2 separate regions of the Danio rerio genome follow, and region 1 is linked to region 2. A link is a contact called in public Hi-C data. All regions are on one chromosome and are shown on one strand. The core of a region is the stretch at or near the end of the contact, and the rest is flanking DNA. Distances in the headings are between cores, read along the strand shown. Region 1 overlaps tent4a (terminal nucleotidyltransferase 4A). Region 2 holds the start of si:ch211-152p11.4.

Region 1 (6,166 bases), core at 3,104-5,603, 270 kb after region 2:
AAACATTTTGTATTACTTGAAATAAAATTAAATAATATTTTAGAGCATAACTCAGCTCATTGCTAAGGCAACGTTTTTCAGCTTCCTTCATCTGTTCATCATAAAATCCAAACAGATTACAAAAGAGTTGATAGAACTAAAACATCACTGAAGACTAGTGAAATTTATGAACATCTATCTAATTTTATTTTAACACAACCATGGTTACCCAGTTTAATTTTTCAATCAAGCACAAACTTGCACCTTTATGGTAGTCAAAATATATAAAAACAATAAAAAACAACATCCCTGACTGACTTATGGTGTTTGTGAGGTGCAAGCCCACCATCTAGTGGTAAAAAACTACAATCATGTACTGTTCCCAGTACACTAAAATGCATGGTTCCACACAATTCATTCACGTTGTCCCAACACAAATCGATTAAGTTAACATAAGCCCAAATCTAATTGACATAAAACAATTAAGTTGTTAAAAAAAATAAAATAAATTTCTCAGGAATTCATGTTTATTTAAATTGCTCAATTTATAAAAGTAGTTTGTAAATCTAGATCAGCCGTGCCCAACTTTCTTATGAAGGGCCAACATCCTAGCTTGATTGAGAGCTGTGGGCTGAAGGTAAATCTAGCAAACTGTATAACATTAAAGTTGCCATGAACAATTTCCTAACTTATTTAAAAACAACCCTGCTGAAAAATCCAGCTTAAACCAGCCTAGGCTGGTTGGCTGGTTTTAGCTGGTCAACCAGGCTGGTTTTAGAGGGGTTTTGGCCATTTCCATGCTGGTTTCCAGCCATTTCCAGCCTGGTCTTAGCTGGTCGGGCTGGAAAATGACCAGCTAAATCCAGCTAAAACCAGCTTGACCAGCCTGGTTTAAGCTGGACAAAGCTGGTTTTGGCTGGGCTCCCAGCCTGGCTAGGCTGGTCAAGCTGGTTTTAGCTGGTCATCTCCCAGCTAAGACCAGGCTGGAAATGGCTGGAAACCAGCCTGGAAATGGCCAAAACCCCTCTAAAACCAGCCTGGTCAACCAGCTAAAACCAGCCAACCAGCCTAGGCTGGTTTAAGCTGGATTTTTCAGAAGGGAATTAAAAATAAATATAAAGATTACTTCAACCATATTTAGTAATCCATTCTAATTTTCGAAAATGTATATTATTTGAACAAACCTTGCCTTGATTTACACACTAACATCTTCTGCTTTGTCCTCTACTCATTAAGTGACACTATGTACATTCAATAAAATCTGTTTAATTTACAACATTTAATTGAAACATCTATTCTTTTTTTTGTAGCTCAACAATAAAACAGACAAAAAGTTACAACAAAATAGAAATGAGAATCTCGGTTAAAGGCATTCCCCAATCCCTCCCCTCCCAATCTTTTTTCCTCTAGCGGGCCAAACCAAAGGATACAAACGGGCAACTTTGGTCCACGGGCCCTAGTTTGGGCATCTCTGATCTACTGACTGCCCAGCTTAATCCTGAATTAGTAGTAGTAATAAAAAAATAATAATAATGGTGAGAAGAAGTAGTAGAATAATTGACGAGATCCAAGTCCTATGAAGATATGATGCCAACCCTAGAGGACTTCTAGAGGTCTCCATAACCCTGGACCAGGTCGTATCCTGAGCAGCTGCTGTGGTGGTCATGGAGGATTGGAGAGCATGAGACTTAATCCTGACTTAGTGACAGATGAGTCTCCCCGCATTGATCCTGTGGGCCAGCCTGAACACTCGCCAGTGACCAACTAACACCTTCAGTTTCTCCACGATGGACATCCAGCTTTCTCCAGCATCTAGACTGCAGCTCTGCATGAGAAGTTTGTCCAGGGTGGAAATGGTCATGCACAACTAAGCCTGGTTTCTCCTAAGATTTTTTCCATCACTTTCGTCAATTGGTTTGTTCCTCACCACTGGCATGCTTGGTTTGGAACGTGTACAGAGTATTTGGAATTTCAGCAGTGAAAATTAAACTACACCAAACTAAAGTAAATTGAAATTGAAATCGTGTCAGTCCAGTTTTCAGAGTTAAAGTTATACAATTATACTCAAACTCAAAATGTTAAGCTGCTTTGACACAATCTACATTGTAAAAAGCACTGTAAAAAACACGAATTGAATTAGTAATAATAATACTAATAATAAACCAATTTATACAAACCACAATAAACTATGCATGGTTTTAAGATGTTTATTTAAAAAATAAAATAGAAAAAAAAATACATAAAAATATTGAAGGAAAACAAAAACAATTCCTCCGTCTGACCTCTTGGATGCTGGGTGGCCACAATGAAGTCTTTAAGTATAATTGTCAAGTTCAGAGTGCTTTTGGCCACTGTGACATAACAGACGTCAGCAAAAAAAAAAAAAGGGGGGGTACATTTAAAATCCATCATTGATATTCAATGAGGAGTCTCACACTGTATCTATCAGTACATCACCACAAAGGTCAAACCATCACAGAGTGAAACACCTTTCCACACACACCTCCGCAGGAAAAGCAGAGCCATTTCCATTCAGACAAATCGAAGGAGGGGAAGAGTTGCCTCAACGTCTGACCCATTCGCAAAAGATGCTGGTTCTATCTAAAAGCAGAAACTGCTATTAGAGTTACATTTGCTCTATTGCATTGATAGGCAGGCGAGTCAAAGAGTTACAAGGACAATTCGTATATAGTCTTAGACTTCGTAAAGCACGTCACGCAAGTTTGTGGCCATCAAAGTCCTCCAATAAGGAGCGCAAGTCATGGTTGTAGTGTTGGAACAGTAGTAAATGTAGTCCGGTTGATCTCAAATAGGGAATATTAACTCCAGACAAGACGTCCGGTTGCTTTTCCCTCCATTAAAACGGACTGAACTTGCAAACAGGAACTGTTCACATGTACCTCTACGCGTCGCTCTCAGATCGGGATGGTCTTGACAAGATTTACAAGCAAAACGGCTGTCATGAGGGACGCAGGAAGAGAGATCCTCAACTTCACTTGCATAGTAACAATATAACCTGTATGCCTGTGACGTTCTGAGCAACAGCAATACAGTTTTAGTGTGCCATATACAAAAACAAAATATACAATACATACAGTACAGCAATAGGTCATTACCAAAAAGGCATATATTAGCGCAAGTACCTGGCAATAAATGCACGTCAAGATTCCAGAAAGGAATCAAAATAAATTCCCTTTCTCCGCCATGTCTGATTCGGGTGCCCGTTCAAAAGTCGAAAGGTCCGATTAGGGCACCTTGCATAAAGCTGCACTGATCTGGAGTTCGCTCGCACGTTCATTAGAGCCTCCCTAAAATTGTGTCTCACCCTTACCTACTGCGATTTAAAACGGACACATACACATATAAACGAATGCGCATTTAGACTTTTCTGATGTCACGAGTCCAACGCCACACAACAACAACAACCTTAAAGACAGACGACTGAACGAGACAAATAAAAGCAATGGCTCCTGATGTGGGAACACAAAGTGGGAAATGGCGACACCTGTAGGCAGAGTGTCTTTTTGTTTGCGAGATCTACACTGGCCGCTTTTAACTCGCGCTTCAATCAGGTGCAATTTATGCTGCGAAAAAGGGGGAAGAGGGAATATAAACTCTCACTAAACAGTTTTAAAACAGACTTTTCCCTTAAGGAGCCTGTCTGACAGGATCTGTAAACGATGAGCAAAATTAAAAACGTTACAAAAATAAAAACATTTGTACAAAAACAAACAAAAAAAAAGAAAGTCAGACAAAGAAATCAAATTTAAATACGTTTCCAGAGAGAACAAAAGAAAACTATTGCACAAAAAAAACAAAGTAAAGTTTGCGTGAGGTGTACAGTCAATACGGTGGAAGTCTCTGGAAGCATCTCGAGTGCAGGATTTGAAGCCAGCGTCTCACACACACACACACATACATACATACATACATGCATACATACCATACATACATACCATACACATACACATACATCCTCACCCAACACCACAAACAAAACAAACAAACAAACTTGTAATCCACTGAATCAAGTTCGTCCAGCATGTGAAGGGTGTCCCGTTTTGACTGAAAATCTGAAAACACACTCACAAAAAAAAAAAAAAAAAAAAAAAGGAACGTTTCACCTGCCAACCTGGAAGTTGTAGAGTAGATGCCCGAAAAAACAGTTCCTGTTCTCGAAGCTTCCTCAGGAAGATTGCACAGGTCAAAAAAAGTGTCAACATTTACATGCACAGATTCAGTGGCAGACTGAACTACTTAGCACCACCAATCACCACAACTACTGAAGGAGGAGCTGGGTTCAAACGCTGGTCTGTCTGCGCTCTCGGCATCAGTAGGAGGGCTCAATGAGTTCTCATCGGGTTAGGATGGGACCAGATGGGTGGGAAAGGAAGCGAGTGGAGGGGAAAGTGTCTTTATCTGCTGACGCTGGCCGGCAAACTGTCCCTCTTCCTGCGGCGCCACGTGTTGCGGTTGTACTGAATGTGGCCTCGGTTGGAAAGGACAGGACTGTGCACCACGGCGGGATTGTGGAAGCCCTTTAGAGGGAACTTGGGACCTGCCTGAAGAAGAGAAGACAAAACAGGACAGCTTAGGACGATGCTAGGATCCTGAGAAAGAGGCATTGCCATTTAGTATTATAAAGGTGCAGTAGGTGATTGACTTAAGAAAAATGTTTGTAAGCCGATAACTCCCATAATTCTGATAAGTAGCTCAAACTGCGTCAACAAATGTAGATTTGTACTTTTGAGCAGCCGTTGAGAGAGAGACAGAGACAGAGAGACAGAGAGAGAGAGAGAGAGAGAGAGAGAGAGAGAGAGAGAGAGAGAGAGAGAGAGAGAGAGGGAGAGAGAGGATACCATTTTTGCACGCTGGAGGAAGAATGACACCATGGCTGAAGTATTTCTTTTAGACAGGTAATGTTATGTTTTAAAACTATTTTAGTCACAGAAAACTCTTCAAAGAGCACTGAATCACCAAGAGGCGACACTCTAGTTTTGGAAAACAGCCACTAGATGGTGTGATGGTCATTTTGGACTGAAAATTCCAATAGGACAACAGCATATTTTAAGTCTGTAAAATAAACTACTAAAAGTGCTAATGATTGTGATAATGTTGTTGTTGTAGTGTTGTATTGTCATCTTTCATGTTGTATCTCAGCTTTATTGCGCTTTATAAATAAATAAAAAACAAAGTAACTGCTTGCCATGGCGACAGCAATCAGATCCAATGGACGGCCGATCGCTTTCACTCCGAAATGGCAGAATCCAGGGCTGTTGCTGGGCGCTGCTGTTGCAATGGAACATTCTATTAAGTGTCGCCTCCTGGTCATTCTAAGCTCTTTGAGCTAATGTAGATTGTGTTGTTGAAATGAATGGGTTATATGCACGGAAGTGTTGTTCAGCCACTGAAATCTTCCAGCAAAAGATTTATGTGACTATTTTTTTCATAAGAGACCTTTTACAACATTAATAATGTAGATTTTTATTTAGTTTAATGGCAAAACATAAGTAAATAGCACTGTTCCTGAGGTGAAGTTGGTTTTATTTTCACATTGGTTAATTTAACATTGACAACCTGACCTATATTGTTTACCATGCTACTTTGAATATCCAGTCTAAAATAGCATGCAAGTATGGCTTAGTAATGTGTAATTCCTGCATCCAGCCAGCCAAGCACGAAGCATACAGTAGTCGCTTTAGAACAAAGCATGTGAGAGAGTGAGACCAGCGATCCTTGCATGACATTAAATATTGCACATTAAGTTTTGCTTGCTACACAAATAAAAACGTGCTAGATATGATACGGTATTTTGTTCGAAATTGTAGTATTATAAAGTAAGTTTTATAACTGGCAAATTATATGGCTTATGGGGTTATCTACTGTCATCTTTAAGGTGCGAGTTCATGATAATAAGAATCATGGCTTTGGACGGCAGGAGTGGGACAGTGTTTTAGATATTATGCTAACCGTTAGGCATTTTGGCAGATCACCTACTGCACCTTTAAATATGTAAAAAGTTTAAGTAAACGCACAACCATTTAAAAGTCAGTAGACTGTCTTTGTAAGGCTTTACAACAATGTTTACACTGTAAACAAGCTAAGAACAATGCTTCTAGATCATTCAATAATCTATGACAGTTTTTTTTTTACTTGTATTAATCAAATGTTACCTGGTAATATAATA
Region 2 (6,181 bases), core at 1,984-4,483:
TTGTCATGAAATATACATTATAGTGGTTCAATTCCTGGAATATTTGTACATTAAAAAATAAATTATTTGTTGCAAATGTCTTGGAAATCAGCTAAATAAATTGTATTAAATAAATGAATTTAATTCAAATTTACTAGTTGCATTTAAAAGTTTGGGGTCAGTAATATTTTGTTCAAACATTTAGTTCAGCAAGGACACATAAAAATGACAGTAATATATATATATATATATATATATATATATATATATATATATATATATATATATATATATATATATATATATTTTTTTTTTTATATATATATATATATATATATATATATATATACAGAGTTGAAGTCAGAATTATAAACCACTCTGAATTATTAGCCCCGTTTTTTTCCCCAATTTCTGTTTAACGAAGAGCTTATTTTTTCAACACATTTCTAAACATAATAATTTTAATAACTCATAACAACTTCTAACAACTGTTTTATTTTATTTTTGCAATGATGACAGTAATTAATATTTGACTAGATATTTTTAAGACACTTCTATAAAACTTAAAGTGACATTTAAAGGCTTAACAACTAGGTTAATTAGATTAAATAGGCAGGTTAGGTAATTAGGCAAGTTACTGTATGACGATGGTTTGTTCTGTAGACTATTGGAAAAAATATAGCTTAAAGGGGCTAATAATATTAACCTTAAAATGGTTATAAAAAAATTTTTAAACTACTTTTATTACTACCGAAGTAAAACAAATAAAAGTTTCTCCAAAAGAAAAAATATTGTCAGACATACTGTGAAAATTTACTTGCTCTGTTAAACATCATTTGGGAAAAAAAATTCAAAGAAAAAAATAATTCAAAGGGGGGCTAATAATTCTGATTTCAACTGTATGCTGTTAATTTCCAGAGAAATTGTTATTTTCAACTTCTATTTGTCAAACACTTAAATATGGACAAACCCAACCATTGTGTTATAAAGGGAAGTTTTGAAATTAGAAGTTTCAAAATGGACTTAGTGAAAAAAATGTTTCTTGAGAACCAAATCAGCATGTTAGTATGATTTCTGAAAGTGTGTATGGCACTAAAGATTCAAGAGACGATGCTAAAATTGATCATACTAATAACTTACTTTTTTTTTAAATACTTAAATTTAAAAGTTACTTTAGTAGCAATAAAATTGCACAATATTGGTGTTTTACTGCATTTCTGACCAAACAAACGTAGCCTTTGTCAGTATTAAAACATCAAACTGCAGTAGAAGAAAACATTTTATAGTCACCTTATCATCATGTGAACTGAACTATTTAAATGGTCATATCAAAGATTGAATGATTATTACAATTCAATGAACTTCATTAACTAAAAGCATTAGAACTCACCTGTCCAAACAAACTTTTAATGTGTAATTTAGCAGCTGCCAGCTTGGAGTGAGCTTGCAGCCGGTGATGAGGAGTTTCTTCGGATTTCTCTTTGGATGGGAAAGAGCCAGGAAGAGTGCAACACTTCTCCACACTCTCACTGCTGCCTTTGGCATTGGAAGTGAGCTGGCTGTCACTGTAGGCTTTAAAACTCTCATTAAGATTCGTAACTCTCAGTAGATCAGAGTCCTTATCCAAGCCAACCAGATTTTCCACACTAAAACTGTGTTCTCGGATCAGCCCACCCTTTCCTGCACTCTTTGACTTTGCATCTGGGGTGCAAGGGTAGGATGCTGAAGCCCCGTCCATCTCATCCTCTGAGCTGCCTGGGCGATCATCTCTATCCACCTGCTCCCATCCATCCAGCTCTACTAATGTACCCACTGAACTGGACTTACGAAGCATTTTGATGGGTTCCAAAACACAGATTGATAAGGAAAATGACAGAGGCCTGCAGAAAGGACAACAGAACAGACAAAAATAAATAAAAATATTTACAGCATCAGGCATCACTATGGCGCAGTGGGTAACACGATCGCCTCACAGCAAGAAGGTCGCTGGTTCGAGCCCCAACTGGGTCAGTTGGCATTTCTGTGTGGGGTGTGCATGTTCTCCCTGTGTTTGCGAGGGTTTCCTCCGGGTGCTCCGGTTGCCCCCACAGTCCAAAGACATGCACTATAGGTGAATTGAATAAGCTAAATTGGCCGTAGTGTTTCCCAGAGTTGGGTTGCAGCTGGAAGGACATCAGCTGCGTAAAACATATGCTGGATAAGTTGGCGGTTCATGCCGCTGTGGCGACCCCAGGTTAATAAAGGGACTAAGCCAAAAAGAAATTAAATGAATGAATATTCAGCATCTTTTGCTGTCTATGTGTCAATACCAAACAAACTACATCTAGCTCAGACAGACTGACAAATTCAAATAAAATGAACTTAAGGTCTGTTCTATGAAAGAACTTTAACATCTATGGAAGCTTTTCATTGAACAAAAATGGAAAAGAGTAAATAAGTTTAAAGGGAAAGGGAGGAGGGGTCTTTAAATTATGTATAAATGTATAAATAATACATTCTTCACTAAAGTAAAGGTTAAGAACTGTTAATTGAAAGGTAAAACTACAGATAGATAAGATTAATAAATAAATGAAAAAGTACTTCATACTGTGGACTACTATACTATGTTTCCTGCTGACTTCTCATGTAAAAGAATTATTATCTCTTTGCCATATCATTGTCTAATTTAGCGTAAAATCTCGTAAGACGTTTCCTCAGATTGCTTCAGAGATACTGTTTGTTTTTGAAACCTACTTAGTCTGTTAACCTTGTTAAAAAGTTAAAATGTAACTTACGTTTTTTGCTTTACTTTTGTTAGAAACGTGTCAACTGAAGACTCTGAAGTCAAGAATGAAGGAAACACTTGAGAGAAAGAGGAAAAACAGGCACGACGCGTCAAAACACAAATCTCAATTTATAATCAACAAACGTCTCTACATAGTGAGCGCGCGAAATCGTTGATTTTAAAAAGAGATCTCTAGATTGACGCGTCGCGATTCTATTGCAGATTGTAAACAACAACAGTAACAACACAAAAAAACGTGAAACATGAGCACTGCAAAACAGCTGACATATGTCATATAAGCATACCTTATGGAAGATCGTTTTTCTCGCCTGTGACAGACCCCAACAGGTTTAGTATATCCGAGTGATTCGGAGTCGGTTTGTCTGTTTACACAGAGCGGTTCGATCCAAAGCGAGTGGGCTGAACGGAGCGAGACTTCGTGCGACCGTCTAAAATCACGTCTTGCTTGTCCCTCTTTTCATTTTACTCCTGAATGACAAAAGCAACGCCTATTTTCTTTCTGTCACACCCATAGTTCAGTCTGGACTTGCCCTTCCTACATAGAAAGACGAGTAGCATATAATAATGACACTGAAAGCGCTGTTGAGTTTAACACGAGAACTGTTACTGTACTTGACGTCAAAATACCACAGTTACTACAAACATTGTAATGACGCTGTGGAAACTGGTTAGTCATCACGTGTCAGATATTAAACAAAATTGCAGGAGGATTACTGTTTGAGGATGATAAAAGATTGACACCTTATTGTTTTACAGCAGTAACAATAGCTGTAGTAGGCTACGTAATTATAATTTGGAGTAAACCTCTGTTACTATGGTACAGTTTTACAAGGCGCATTCAGAACATCCGTTTACTGTCTCCATTGATATTAATAGTACATTTTTGCCCATTTCTTTTGTAAATGACAAAATTAATACTATAATACGTTTTACGTGAATTCCTGCTCTCCGCTTGAGATAAATTATGATTAACAGGTGTTTGTGGCGATTGCTCTCGAAGAGCGCCCTCTACAGACCATGCATGCATAGGACAATGGATACTCAGTTGATTGATGAGATTTATCCTTTTAATCTTTTTAAACGAATTAAGTAGGCCTAAATGAAATAATATATTCGCTAAACCGGCATTTATGAAATCCAAGAGCCATTTTATTTGTGACTTTATAAGAAGTTGGATTCCTGGACGTCTGCAAATCCATGTTTGTCCGGTAGATGGAGCGGTTACACAACACATGTTTTTATAGCAAGTTCTTTTAGCGCAGGGAAAATGTGAATGTGAAATTAATCATATTAAAGAAGCAGTTATTAGATTGAATATTAGTACTAGTATAGATTGTAGTTTTTAGTCACATTTTTAAAATGATTAGGCAACCATCTAAAAATGTTATTTTTATAATAGCAACATTTTTTTACTATCATAAAAGTTAACTTATCATAGAATGTGTATACACTCACCGGGCACTATATTAGGTACACCTTACTAGTAACGGGTTCGACCCCCTTTTGCCTTTAAAACTGTCTAAATCCCTTGTGACATAGATTCAACGAGATACTGTAAATATTCCTCTGAGATTTTGGTCTATATTGACATGTTAGCATCATGCAGTTGCTGCAGATTTGCCGGCTGCACATCCATGATGTGAATCTCCCGTTCCACCACATCCCAAAGGTGCTCTATTATATTGGAATCTGGTGACTGTGGAGACCATCTGAGCACAGTGAACTCATTGTCATGTTTAAGACACCAGTCTGAGATGATTCGTGCTTTATGACATGACGCGTTATCCTACTGGAAGTATAGCCATCAGAAGATAGATACACTGTGTTATATGGACAGACAATGTCAGCAACAATACTTAGGTAGGCTGTGGCATTGATAATGCTCAAACGGAACTAATGGGCCCAAAGTGTGCAAAGAAAACATCCCTCACACCATTACACCACCACCATCAGCCTGAACCATTAATACAAGGCAGGATGTATCCATGCTTTCATGCTGTTGACGGCAAATTCTGAGCCCACCATCCAAATGTTCCAGCAAAATCGAGACTCAGCAGACCAGGCAACACTTTTCCAGTTTTCTATTGTCAAATTTTGGATGAGCCTGTGTAAATTGTAGCCTCAGTTTCCTATTCTTAGCTGACAAGAGTGGTACCTGGTGTGGTTTTCTGCTGCTGTAGCCCATCTACCTCAAGGTTTGATGTGTTGTGCATTCAGAGATCCTCTTCTGTATACCTCGGTTATAACGAGTGGTTATTTGCGCTATTGTTGCCTTTCTAAGAGCTTGAACTAGTCTGACCATTCTCCTCTGACCTCTGACATTAACAAGGCATTTGCGCCTACAGAACTGTGACTCACTGGATATTTTCTTTTTTTTTCAAACCATTCTCTGTAAATCCTAGAGATGGTTGTGAGTGAAAATCCCAGTAAATCAGCAGTTTCTAAAATACCCAGACCAGCCAGTCTGAGTCTGGCACCAACAAACATGCCACGTTCAGTCACTTAATCACCATTCGTCCCCATTCTGATGCTCGATTTGAACTTGAAGCATAAATGCATTGAGTTGCTGCCATGTGATTAGCTGATTAACAATTTGCACTTACGAGCAGTTGGACAAGTGTACCTAATAAAGTGGCCGGTGAGTGTATAAAGGCAACATAATTGGCTTCTATCTGCAGTTAAAATTGATTTTTAATTAGTTGAAAAATTGATGTAAATTAAAAAGTTATATTCAGTACTATACATGTTCAGTTTGGTTCTGTACAACTGCACATTAATGCTCCATGATGAACCTTTAAGAACCAAATAAACTTCCCATTCTGCCAAATATTTTATATAGTACAAATGGGGTTGTTTAACATCAAAATATTCAATATATTTAGAAAAAAAATGGTTCTTTGTGTATGCCCTCTGCATGTCTTTCCATGAATCATTACATAAAGCCCCTCAATACCCTACAGAGTCAGACCCCCCTCTCAGTACTACAACCATAAAACACACACACACACGCACGCACGCACGCACGCACACACATATATATATATATATATATATATATATATATATATATATATATATATATATATATATATATATATATTATCTTAAAATCTTTAATAAATATTTCAAGTGACTTATTTTTCAAACAAACAAGTCTTTTCCATAAATGCACTGTGCTTTAGGCGTGAAACAAATCACAAAGTCTCTCAAGAACTTGCATCAAAGTTCAACAAGTAAAGTTGCATGCATGAGCTTGTCACAAGAAATGTGATCTTGAATATTAATCCTACCAACAGAACTCAAATTAAAATATAGTATATTATTTCTAGTTTGAACAGAAAGTCAAAACGATTCTGAACATCACATTATTGTACTTTCTGATAATATATGCACACATAAAGTGCTCGACATCATATT

What was found. A called contact is a pair of places that touch in the nucleus more often than the background predicts.
Region 1: a Hi-C map of hematopoietic stem cells shows a contact between it and region 2, with 6 times the contacts expected there. The contact joins the enhancer-like site here to the promoter of si:ch211-152p11.4 in region 2. A contact is called at or near these places in 5 of 18 Hi-C or Micro-C datasets (caudal fin, embryo, hematopoietic stem cells and 1 more) and 1 of 4 datasets of contacts at active chromatin or transcription factors (caudal fin).

The regions. Positions count from the first base shown.
Region 1 is chr19:30,221,223-30,227,388 of GRCz12tu, forward strand. tent4a (terminal nucleotidyltransferase 4A) reads right to left here. Exons shown (of 13, transcript XM_680973.9): 13 at 2,173-4,541. The coding sequence ends at 4,395. Among named protein-coding and RNA genes, the nearest start is that of tent4a, 26 kb to the right of the region's middle. Within about 2 kb of position 4,354, at least 4 of the 62 cell types and tissues checked have an H3K27ac peak or open chromatin away from gene starts, as enhancers often do.
Region 2 is chr19:29,956,018-29,962,198 of GRCz12tu, forward strand. It overlaps si:ch211-152p11.4, which reads right to left and starts at 3,234. Exons shown (of 6, transcript XM_697904.11): 1 at 3,049-3,234; 2 at 1,370-1,859. The coding sequence starts at 1,813.